3 separate regions of the Sus scrofa genome follow, and regions 1 and 3 are each linked to region 2. The links are chromatin contacts, called in public Hi-C and HiChIP or PLAC-seq maps. All regions are on one chromosome and are shown on one strand. Each heading gives the region's core, a stretch centred on a gene start, on an enhancer-like site or on the middle of the called end of the contact. The rest is flanking DNA. Distances are from core to core; before and after follow the strand shown. Region 1 holds the start of NFKBID (NF-kappa-B inhibitor delta). Region 2 holds the start of KMT2B (histone-lysine N-methyltransferase 2B). Region 3 holds the start of APLP1 (amyloid-like protein 1).

Region 1 (3,011 bases), core at 278-2,777, 160 kb before region 2:
CGCCACACACAATCAGGGATGGGAGGGTCAGGAGTCAAAGGTTGCAGGTAACGGCTTATAGCGGGGTCAGCCCCTGCCCGGCATGTTGATGTAGATTTTGCCGTCTTCTGGGGGTGGGGGAGAGAGAGCACGAGGCCTGACCACCCACCTCCCACCCACATCTCCACTTCCTTGGGGACCCCCTGTCTCAGGGGTTTCCTCAGGAGTTCCCCCAAGCACCGCCCCCAGGGTTTCCCCAGAACCTCCAGGGCTTGCCCTGGGGCCCCCGCCCTGGGGACCCCCCTCCCTAGGGACACCAACCCTCTTCAGGCCCAGCCCGTCCCTGCCCTCACCTTGGGTGGGCCTGCTGCGTGGGCGTCCGCACACAAATACCCCCACCACGATTAACAGTGACACAACTGCATCAGCGGCCACGAGGCCTGCTAGGAGTGGCAGGGAGAGGGGCCCACATCCGGAACAGGAACCTGAAGGGTTGGGGCCGAGATGAGAAGGTGGCTGGCGGGGAGGGTGTGGTTCCAGACACTCGTGGCTGGGCTTGGGGCAAAGTAAGTCCCTTTGGAGTTGGGTGGCCCAGATTCCCTGGGGAATGAGGGGAGATCCAGAGACAGGCTGATGTGTCCCAAGGCCCCAGGGGCTGTGCTCTGGGCATGGTGGATACCCCTGAAGATAGGCCTCGGGGGGTGGGGTGGCTGGGTCCCTGGGTCTTCTGTTTGGTGATGAGAATGGTGAGATGGAGTTCCAGAGAGGGCTGTGGGTCCTTTGGAGCCTCCGATTTGGGGATGGGAGGTCAGATGGTGACCTGGAGAGCCGCTGGGGGTGTTCCAGGAATGTCAGGCCACACTTTGGGGCAGCGGGGGGAGGGAAGCAGTACCTGAAGTCGCTGCTCCACAAAGGGAAAGGGGTGTTGATTTCTCACCTGAGGTCACCTGCGCTGCAGCCACTGTGGAAGGATAGGGAAGATAGATCAGCAGGGAGAGGAGGTTCCCAAAGGAAAAGGTGATGTCTTCAGAAGTAATGTCCACTCTGGAGAGATGCAATGCGAAAGAGGGGCCAAACGGGAGGGGAGCCCCCCGAGACACAGAGAGACAGAAACCCAGAAGTAGAGACGGAAACTCAGCAGTGAGAAGAAGAAGAACAGGTGGCCATTCCAAACCCAGCTTCCCTCCCCAAAGCACCAGGCCCAGAAGCCTACATGGGAGGGGGGTGCTGGGAGAAGGACCTGCCCTTAGCACCCCTCACTTCAGATGCCACCCAAGCTGTCCCTTTTACAAAACTTGCCTAACACACAGCCCGGCCCCCCCGCCCCGACCACTGGCTTCACCTGGGAGCAAAAGCAGGAACAGGATGCCGCCTGGAGGGGCCATGGTGGGCTGGGGGCGGGAAGGGTTCTGGTCCACAGAAGTCCTGAGGAACAGTGGGGGGAGTAGAGAGGCAGCAATAGCGGATGTCACTCTGCTGGTGGCAAGGCAATCTGCTTCCTGTGTAAGTGGGAGGAAGAGAGGTGGTAGATCCCTGTGACTGTCTAACAGGACAACTGGGGTTGGGGGGCGGTCAGAGAGACTAGGAGGCTACTATGATTGTCCAGGTGGGAGGTGACAGGGAAACCAGGTTGTGGGCACCGAGGAGATTCTGGAAAGATTTCGGAGGTAGAGCCAACAAAACTTCCTGATGGAGTAGATATGAGTGCATATGAGAGAGACAGAGGGGTCCAGGATGACCAAACTTCTGGCTTGGGCAACTGAAAAGGCAGAGCATCCTTTGGCGGGATGGAGAAGGAGGAGGAGCAGGTTTAGGGGAAACAGGCTGGGGTGTGGGCACACTGAGTTGGAAATGCCTGATAGGTCCCCCTGTGGAGAAGCTGAACCACCAGAGCTGCCTGCCTCTGAGTTCATGGGCTAAGTCTGGTCTGGAGATGTAAATTTAGGGGTCGGTGCCTTAGGGATGGTACTGAGAGCCATGCGGCAGGATGAGATCATCGAGGAAGTGAGTCCAGATAGAGGAGCAACACCCAACACACCACCTCCCCCCAACACCAAGAATGAGTGAAGAGGAAGAAACAGCCAGAACAGGAGCAGCGAGTGAGGTAAGAGAACCAGGAGAACACGGAGTCTTGAAAGCAGGGGACAAATGTGATTTACTTGGTCACCGAGATGGGAACTGAGAATGAGCCTCCCACTGGAATGTCAGGCTGCTTGAGGGCTGGGAATTCCCGCCTGCTTAGCTCACACCTATACCACCGCACCCAGCAAAGCACCCCACTTGCAGTAAAAAATTATTTTCAAAGATGAATGAATAAATGAGAGCTGATCTCTGAAAAAATGAAGAGGGAGAAACTGGAGTCCACCTACATCACTTTCTTCCAGACCTTTCCTCCCCTCGGATGAGGGAGTTCAGAACCTCCAGCTCCCTGCTCCCTCAGGGCTCAGTAATACGGGCACCACCCCCTCCACCCTGTGCCTCCAGCCCAGGGCCCGGGAGTCTTCTCCCTCCGACCAAAGATGGGGCTCCCAAATCTCTTTCCGGGGAGACTTCGGAGTCAGGCCCTCAAAGCCCCGCCCATTCAGAGACCAGGTTTGCGCTAGCGCCGCGCGGGGACTCCCCAGGCTTGTAGGCGGGGCCCTGCCCAGGACTGGGCGGTGCCAGAACTTCAGTTTAAAAACTCGCGGGGGACCCGACGCAAGATCGGGGACCCAGCGGCGGCTCCGCGGGGAAACAGCGAGGCTGGCGCAGCGCCGAGGCCGGGGCCCTGGGGGCCCGCAATCCGCGCCACGGAATCCCCGAGGTAATGGAAAGTGTGGGGGGTGGGGGGAAGCACGCTCGGTCCCTAACAGAGGGGCCGGGGCCGGGGGGCACTTTTGAGGCTCCGAGAGACAGAGCTGGAGCATCAAGAGTAAAGGGTCAAGCATCAAGCTGAGAGCGAGGGTAACCCGCGTTTGGAGGGGGCAGAGGGCCCAGACTCCTGGGTTGTGATGACGGAGCGGCTGGGATTTCGGACCCTTGAGTCCCGAGGG
Region 2 (3,027 bases), core at 363-2,862:
GACATGAAGAGCAAGAGTAACATTCCTGTAAAGCTACAGAGGTAGAGTTTCCCCATCACTCACCTCGCTGGGATCGGAGCGCAGAGCGCAGGGAACTGGGGGCCACATCTTCATCTGAATGAAAACCCTGAAACTCCTGATTTAGGGGACCAGGGGTGGAGGGGAGAAACAGCAGTCAGTGCCAAAGCCCTCGTTTCACCTGAAACTCAGGTATTGAGGAATATCCCCAGCTTCCCCCTTAACGTGTCCCTATTTACAAAAGAACTAACGAGGCTCAAAGGTGAGGGGAAGAGAAAACACGATCTCTTCTTAAGGATGGAGGTAGAGAATATTGTGAGCCTTCATCCCGGGTTCCAGACCACACCAGCAGAGCCATCAGTGGTTCACTGGCCCAAAGGGAATAGAACAGTGTCTTCTCAGGTCAGGTAGTAAGCACAACCCTCAGATTCCCTCATACCCCAACTTGGGGAAAAAAGTGGGACCTCTGTTCACCCTCTAAAGCTACAGTTTCTTTTTGAATGAAAATGGGAACTGGGGCACCCAAGTGAGGTGTCCATGTGTGTAACAAGTGGTTTCTCATATTATATGCTCCGAACGCCACAAACTGTCCTAAGTAACACAACCCATACCTTCCTGCCTTTTCTCAAAGGCTAGTGATAAACCCTGAATTAAACTCAAACCTGCTAGAGTGCTCACTCTCAGTCTTCACTCCATTTCTCTGCAACCTGTGCCCCCAAGAGAAAGCTCTTCACCATTCTACCTTCGCTCCACTTTAGGTCAGAAGAGGAATCGGGGCACTAGTGAAATCAGGGATGTGTCCGAGGTTTTGAGGCTGGGCGGGGCACCCGGCAGGTAGGAGCCCAGAGAGCCCCAGCCTGGGTCCAGTAAAGCCACGCTGCTGCTGTCAACCACCACTGGTTGGGCATGCAGTTCCTACAGCCTCCTCGCCCAAACCTCACCTGCCCTAGCTTTGCCAACTACCAAGAAGGAGCAGCCCAGGGCACTTCTGCAGGACCCGCCTCGGGCCCAAGTGTAAGCTGCAGCCCGAGCTTCTCTATGCACTTTCAGAGGCCCCTTCCATCGACAGCTCCGTGCAGCCGATCTCCTCCCATGCCTATTTCTAAGGCCCTTTCCCTCCTCAGAGTCCTGAGGATCCCGCTTCCCCACACCACCCCTCAGGACCACCCAGACCCCTGGAAGCCCCCGGCCTCCGCCCGCCAGGCGCTGGGGACGCCTCCGACTGCCTCACCTCATCGTCGGACTCCCCGTCACTGCTCTCCTCCTCCAGCAGGCAGCCCCGGCTCGGGCCCCAGCCGCGGCCTCGGCCCCGGCCCCGGCCCCGCTGAACGCGCGGGCCAGCCCACAGGCGGCGGAGCCGGCGCAGGCCCCGGCGGAGCCCCAGCAAACGGAGCAGGGCCGTGTCCTCCCCGGGCTCGGCTCCGCCCGGCCCTGCCGCGCCGCCGCCGCGCCGCAGAGCTACCCGCACTCTCTCGGCCCCGCTGCCCCGTCCGCCGCGGCCCCCGCCCCCGCCGGAGCCCCGCGGCCGGCCTGGGAAGCGGCCCCGCGCGGAGCCAGGCCCGGGGCAACTGCCGCCGCCCGCCGCCGCCGCCATCTTGGCACCGTGAGAGGGGCCGGGGAGGCGGGGGAGGGGCGGCCCGTGCGCAGGGCTCGTGTCGGGGCGGGGGGGAAAGCAGAGGAGGGGCGGGGCGGCCGCGGCTCACGACAACAACCAGCGCCGCCGCCCGGCCGGCAGGAGCCGGGGGCTGGGCCGGCCACGCGCGGGGCACCACGGGAGCGGGAGTCCGAGGCCGGCCGGCTGGCCGTCACTTTTAAACCGCACCTGAAGAGCACAGACCCCCGCGTCGCGGCGGGAGAGGGTGAGGCGCAGAGGTCTCAGGGAAATGTAGTCCGACCACCTCGCTCCTTCCGCGGAGAGCTAGGGCCGCGAGAGCTGGGACTACGGGGTCCTGGCCGGACCCAGAAAGCCAGCATCCTCTGCTGCCGGGAGGTGTGGTTCTCATCCCAGACTCCTCCCATTGTTCTTGCCTAGGCCAGAGACCCATATGAACTACCACTCCCAGGGTGCAGTGGGCTTCAGACCCTGGGAACCCCAGAGACGCTGGGAAGTGAAGTTCGCGACTGTAAGAGGCGTGGGCTGGATTAGGGGCGGGGGCAAAGGGTTAGTCTCAGTTCCGGGCTCGACCCCGCAGCAGAGATGCTGGGGAGGTCGTGCGGCCGTTTGGCCCTTGTGCTCAAGAAAAGGAGGCGGGTAGCCGAAAGCAGGGCAGAAACACGTTCCTTTCGAACTCCCGGGCCAGGAGGCCCAGACTCAGACTTCGCGTGCCACTGCTTGCTGTAGAAGGGACGAGTAACTTGTGTTCTCACAGCCTCCCCCCACAGGGCTTGCTGCTAAGTCGGTCAAGACACCGAGTCCTCGCGTCCCGCTGCTTCCGGAGGAGGACAGAGAGCCCCGGGAGACGGGGCGGTGGCTGCCGCGATGAGCCACCAGGGGTCGCTGCAGGACCAGGGGCAAGGTTGCTCACCGCGGGCAGACTAAAGTCTGGACTCGGCTTTATGGTCCTGGGGGGGGCACAAGAAACTCTTTATTTTGGTGATGAAACCGCCAGTCCCCGCACAGTTAACTTTCACTCATGCAAACTTCACTGCCGTCACTCAACACAGGTTCGCCAGCCCGGGCTTCTGCGATCCGCAGTCAACCGAGAGAGAGCTCTCGGCGCCCCTCTTGCGGCGCTTCTTGGAGCTAGCTGAGTTTGGTAGGCTCAGCCGTAGCCGCGGTGCGGGGTCAGACGCCCAGCTGGCCCACCCGTCCTGTCTTACATTCTTTAATTGTACATTTAACTGAAGCCAAAGAAGCTGCTGACAATCCGTCAGGTGGAGGAAGAGGGTCTGGAGGAGGAGGAGGAGGAGTAGAGGAAGGTGGAGCGAATGGTCCATCCTGGTGGGAGCTGGCTGGGCGAGTGGCCGCGCATGTGCGCCTGCATGGAGGCCAGGCTGGGGCAGCCGGCT
Region 3 (2,968 bases), core at 333-2,832, 140 kb before region 2:
ACTCTGGTCTCTTCACTGGACACTTTTCTTAGCTGGTTGTCTTCACACAGTTCTTCCCCTTTCCTGACCTACTTTCTCAAAAATAGGTCCTGTCCTCACTTCGCCTCTTTGCCAGCCAAATCCCCTAGCTTCGAATGCCTTCTTGGATCCTTTGTTTTCCTGGACCTTGTCTTTGCTCGACTAGCTTCTTGTGGGCAATCGGGCCCCAAGGTAGACCTGCTTCCCTGCGGGCCACGCCCCTCTCAGTAGGTCCCGCCTACCTGTCTGCAGTACTCCAGCACGCGCTGCGGGTCCCGGAGACAGCGTCGCGAGAGCTGTGGGTCTGGTTCCCAGCGGCCGGTGCGCAGGTCCCGGTGAAGGGTTGGGCGCCCGCATAGTCCAGCCACCTGGGCCGACCCTGGAGCCTGAGGGTGGTGGCGGAGGGGTCAGCGAAGCCACGGAGGACACTGGCATGCGGTGTCTCCTGGTCTTTTGCTCCCTACCACAAGGTTGTTCAGACCCCAAGCACCAGCCCCCTCCACCAAGCACCTCGCACCCTCCTCCGTAGAGGTTCGGTTCCCCGGGAAACAGCTCCCACAGGGCGGGGGCGCACCGACTCCGCCGTTGCTACGGCGACCCGGGTCCCCTGGGATTCTCCCGGCCTTGTTGCCTCGGAGACAGGCTCCGCCCTCACCCCAGCGCAGCCGCACAAGAGCCTGAAGGGGTTAAACTTGAATGGCGGGGGAGGAGGCCAGAACCCAGGCGTTCTGGCCTCTCCTCCCTCCATCCTTAGCTCAGGCTCCCATTCTTGGGTGCAAAGACCACAAGGCCTGGCTTCAGAGCCCTGCAGGCCTGGACACCAAGTCCTTGAGGGATGGAGAGCTACATCCTGGGTTAGGGGGCGGTGGCTGGAGGCCTAGACTCCTGAGTACTGGGAAGATTGTGGGAGCCCTCGTATGGGTCTAGAGGATGCAAGGGGCCAATTCTTGGCTCTAGGTGCCTTGCTGCCTGGTGGGTCCTGTTCAGGTGGAAGGGGCTGGGGCTGAGTCACCTTGGTCGAGAGGGTCTGATAGGGCTGGACTTCTGGGACCAGGGGCTCCTATGCTGTGGCTAGGAGAGGGCTGGGACCACAGATGATGAGGGAGATAAGAGCCTGAACTGCTGGGTTTCCGAATGCCTTGGTGCCGTTAGGGGCCCCAGGGGGCCGGCTGCCTGGCTGGAAAGACTGCGCTTTCTGTTCTGGACCTGTCTGCGTCGGAGTCTAGAGGCCCAGTCCCGCCCCTTCCCCCATCCCCTAGGACCCCGCCGGGCCTCACCTCTGCTGCGCTGGGGCTTCCACCGGCCAGGCTCCCGACGGCGAGCTGCGCGCGCAAAAGCAGCAGCAATAGTGGCAGCAACAAGGGCAGCGGGCCCAGACCGCGAGCGGCGGGGCTGGCGGGCCCCATGTCCCGGCCCTCGCGCCCTCACGTCCCCTGCACTCCCGCCCGGCCCAGCCAGGCCCCAGCGGTGACAGGAGCTCCCAGCGCCACGGCCGCCGCCTCCTCCTCCCGCCGCCCCCGGGCTGCGCCGGCGCCGCCAGCCCCGCCCCGCGCCGGCCCCGCCTTCCTTGTGAGGACAATAGCGTGGCAGCTCTGCGCAGAGAGGAGCCGCTCGGAAGCCCAGGGTGGAAGCCTGGGCCCCGCCTCCGCCCCCTTGAGAGTCCAGGCATCCCACCTCATGTAAGGGCCTAGCCAGGAGTGTGGATCGCCGGCTTTGTAGTTGTGGATTTTGAGTTTTCCCTCAAGACCTTCACCCTCAGTTTTCTTCTCCCTCGGCTCCATTTTCCTTCTCTTCCAGGGATCCCAGCATTGAAAACCTGCGTCCCTACCTCCAAATCCTCCCTTCAGATCCCAGGAGTACAAGCCTCCAAAATTCCCCCAATCAAGAACACAGTAGTTGATGGGAGTTCCTGCTGTGGCGCAGTGGTAATGAATCCGACTAGTATCCATGAGAATTCGGGTTCAATCCCTGGCCTTACTCAGTGGGTTGAGGATCAGGCATTGCCGCGAGCTGCGGTGTAGGTCACGGACGCAGCTCGGATCCCGCACTGCTGTGGCTGTGGTGTAAGAAAGCAGCCGCAGCTCTTATTTGACCATTAGCATGGGAACTTGTATATGCTGTGGGCGCGGCCCTAAGGAAGCAACAAACAAACGCAGCAGTTAAGACCCAGTCTCCTACTCTCTCAGAATCCAGGGCTCTGGGTCCCAGATATCTTCTCTCTCAGCCCAGAGACCAAGCCCTCAGCCCTTTCTCCTTAAGACCCAAAAGCCCAGGCCTTCTGCTCTGCTTCCCAGGAGCCCCAGGCATCTAGACCTTTAATTCCAACATCAAGGATACATGAACCAAAGCCCCCAGGCCCTTTCCTAAAGGATGAGCTGAGTCAGATACCCTGCACCTCAGGATAAGGGCATAGACTCCCCATCTTTGCTCTGTAGATCAGGGCATTTCTTTCTTTTCCCCCCCCCCCTTTTTTTACTTTATTTTTTTTATTACTCAAATGAATTTATCACATCTGTAGTTGTATAATGATCATAACAATCTGATTTCACAGGATTTCCATCCCACAGCCCAAGCACCCCCCCCCCATTTTAAGGCCACACCTGCGGCATATGGAATTTCCCGGGTTAAGGGTTGAATTGGAGCTCCAGCTGCCAGCCTATGCCATAGCCATACCAATGCCAGATCTGAGCTTCATCTGTGACCTGCGCCGAAGCTCACAACAACGCTGAATCCTTAACCCACTGAGGGAGACCAGGGTTGGAACACACATCCTCATGCATACTAGTTGGGTTCATTACCACTGAGCCACAGTGGGAACCTCCTAGATCAGGGCATTTCTATTTTCCCACCCTTAGCCTCTTCTTCACTGCCTCTCCTTCAGGACTCACTGTTTTGTCTCCTCAAAATACAGGGTAGACTTCTGTCTTCCCTGAGCTGCTTAGGGGAGCCC

The links. A called contact is a pair of places that touch in the nucleus more often than the background predicts. HiChIP or PLAC-seq counts read pairs in DNA pulled down with a chosen protein or histone mark.
Region 1: a contact with region 2 is called in a Hi-C map of epiblast stem cells, with 1.6 times the contacts expected there. The contact joins the promoter of NFKBID here to the promoter of KMT2B in region 2. A contact is called at or near these places in 1 of 5 promoter capture datasets (liver), 3 of 47 Hi-C or Micro-C datasets (epiblast stem cells, heart right ventricle and liver) and 1 of 2 datasets of contacts at active chromatin or transcription factors (alveolar macrophages).
Region 3: a contact with region 2 is called in an H3K27ac HiChIP or PLAC-seq map of alveolar macrophages. The contact joins the promoter of APLP1 here to the promoter of KMT2B in region 2. A contact is called at or near these places in 1 of 5 promoter capture datasets (liver) and 1 of 2 datasets of contacts at active chromatin or transcription factors (alveolar macrophages).

Annotation. Positions count from the first base shown.
Region 1 is chr6:45,305,987-45,308,997 of Sscrofa11.1, reverse strand. It overlaps NFKBID (NF-kappa-B inhibitor delta), which reads left to right and starts at 1,527. Exons shown (of 12, transcript XM_021097180.1): 1 at 1,527-2,083. It overlaps HCST (hematopoietic cell signal transducer), which reads right to left and starts at 1,462. Exons shown (of 4, transcript NM_214142.1): 1 at 1,322-1,462; 2 at 917-940; 3 at 333-464; 4 at 1-107. The coding sequence starts at 1,364. The coding sequence ends at 67.
Region 2 is chr6:45,145,448-45,148,474 of Sscrofa11.1, reverse strand. It overlaps KMT2B (histone-lysine N-methyltransferase 2B), which reads right to left and starts at 1,612. Exons shown (of 38, transcript XM_003127067.5): 1 at 1,250-1,612; 2 at 64-136. The coding sequence starts at 1,612. It overlaps ZBTB32 (zinc finger and BTB domain-containing protein 32), which reads right to left. Exons shown (of 5, transcript XM_021097176.1): 5 at 2,572-3,027. The coding sequence ends at 2,889.
Region 3 is chr6:45,284,312-45,287,279 of Sscrofa11.1, reverse strand. It overlaps APLP1 (amyloid-like protein 1), which reads right to left and starts at 1,582. Exons shown (of 17, transcript XM_021097132.1): 1 at 1,296-1,582; 2 at 261-404. The coding sequence starts at 1,424.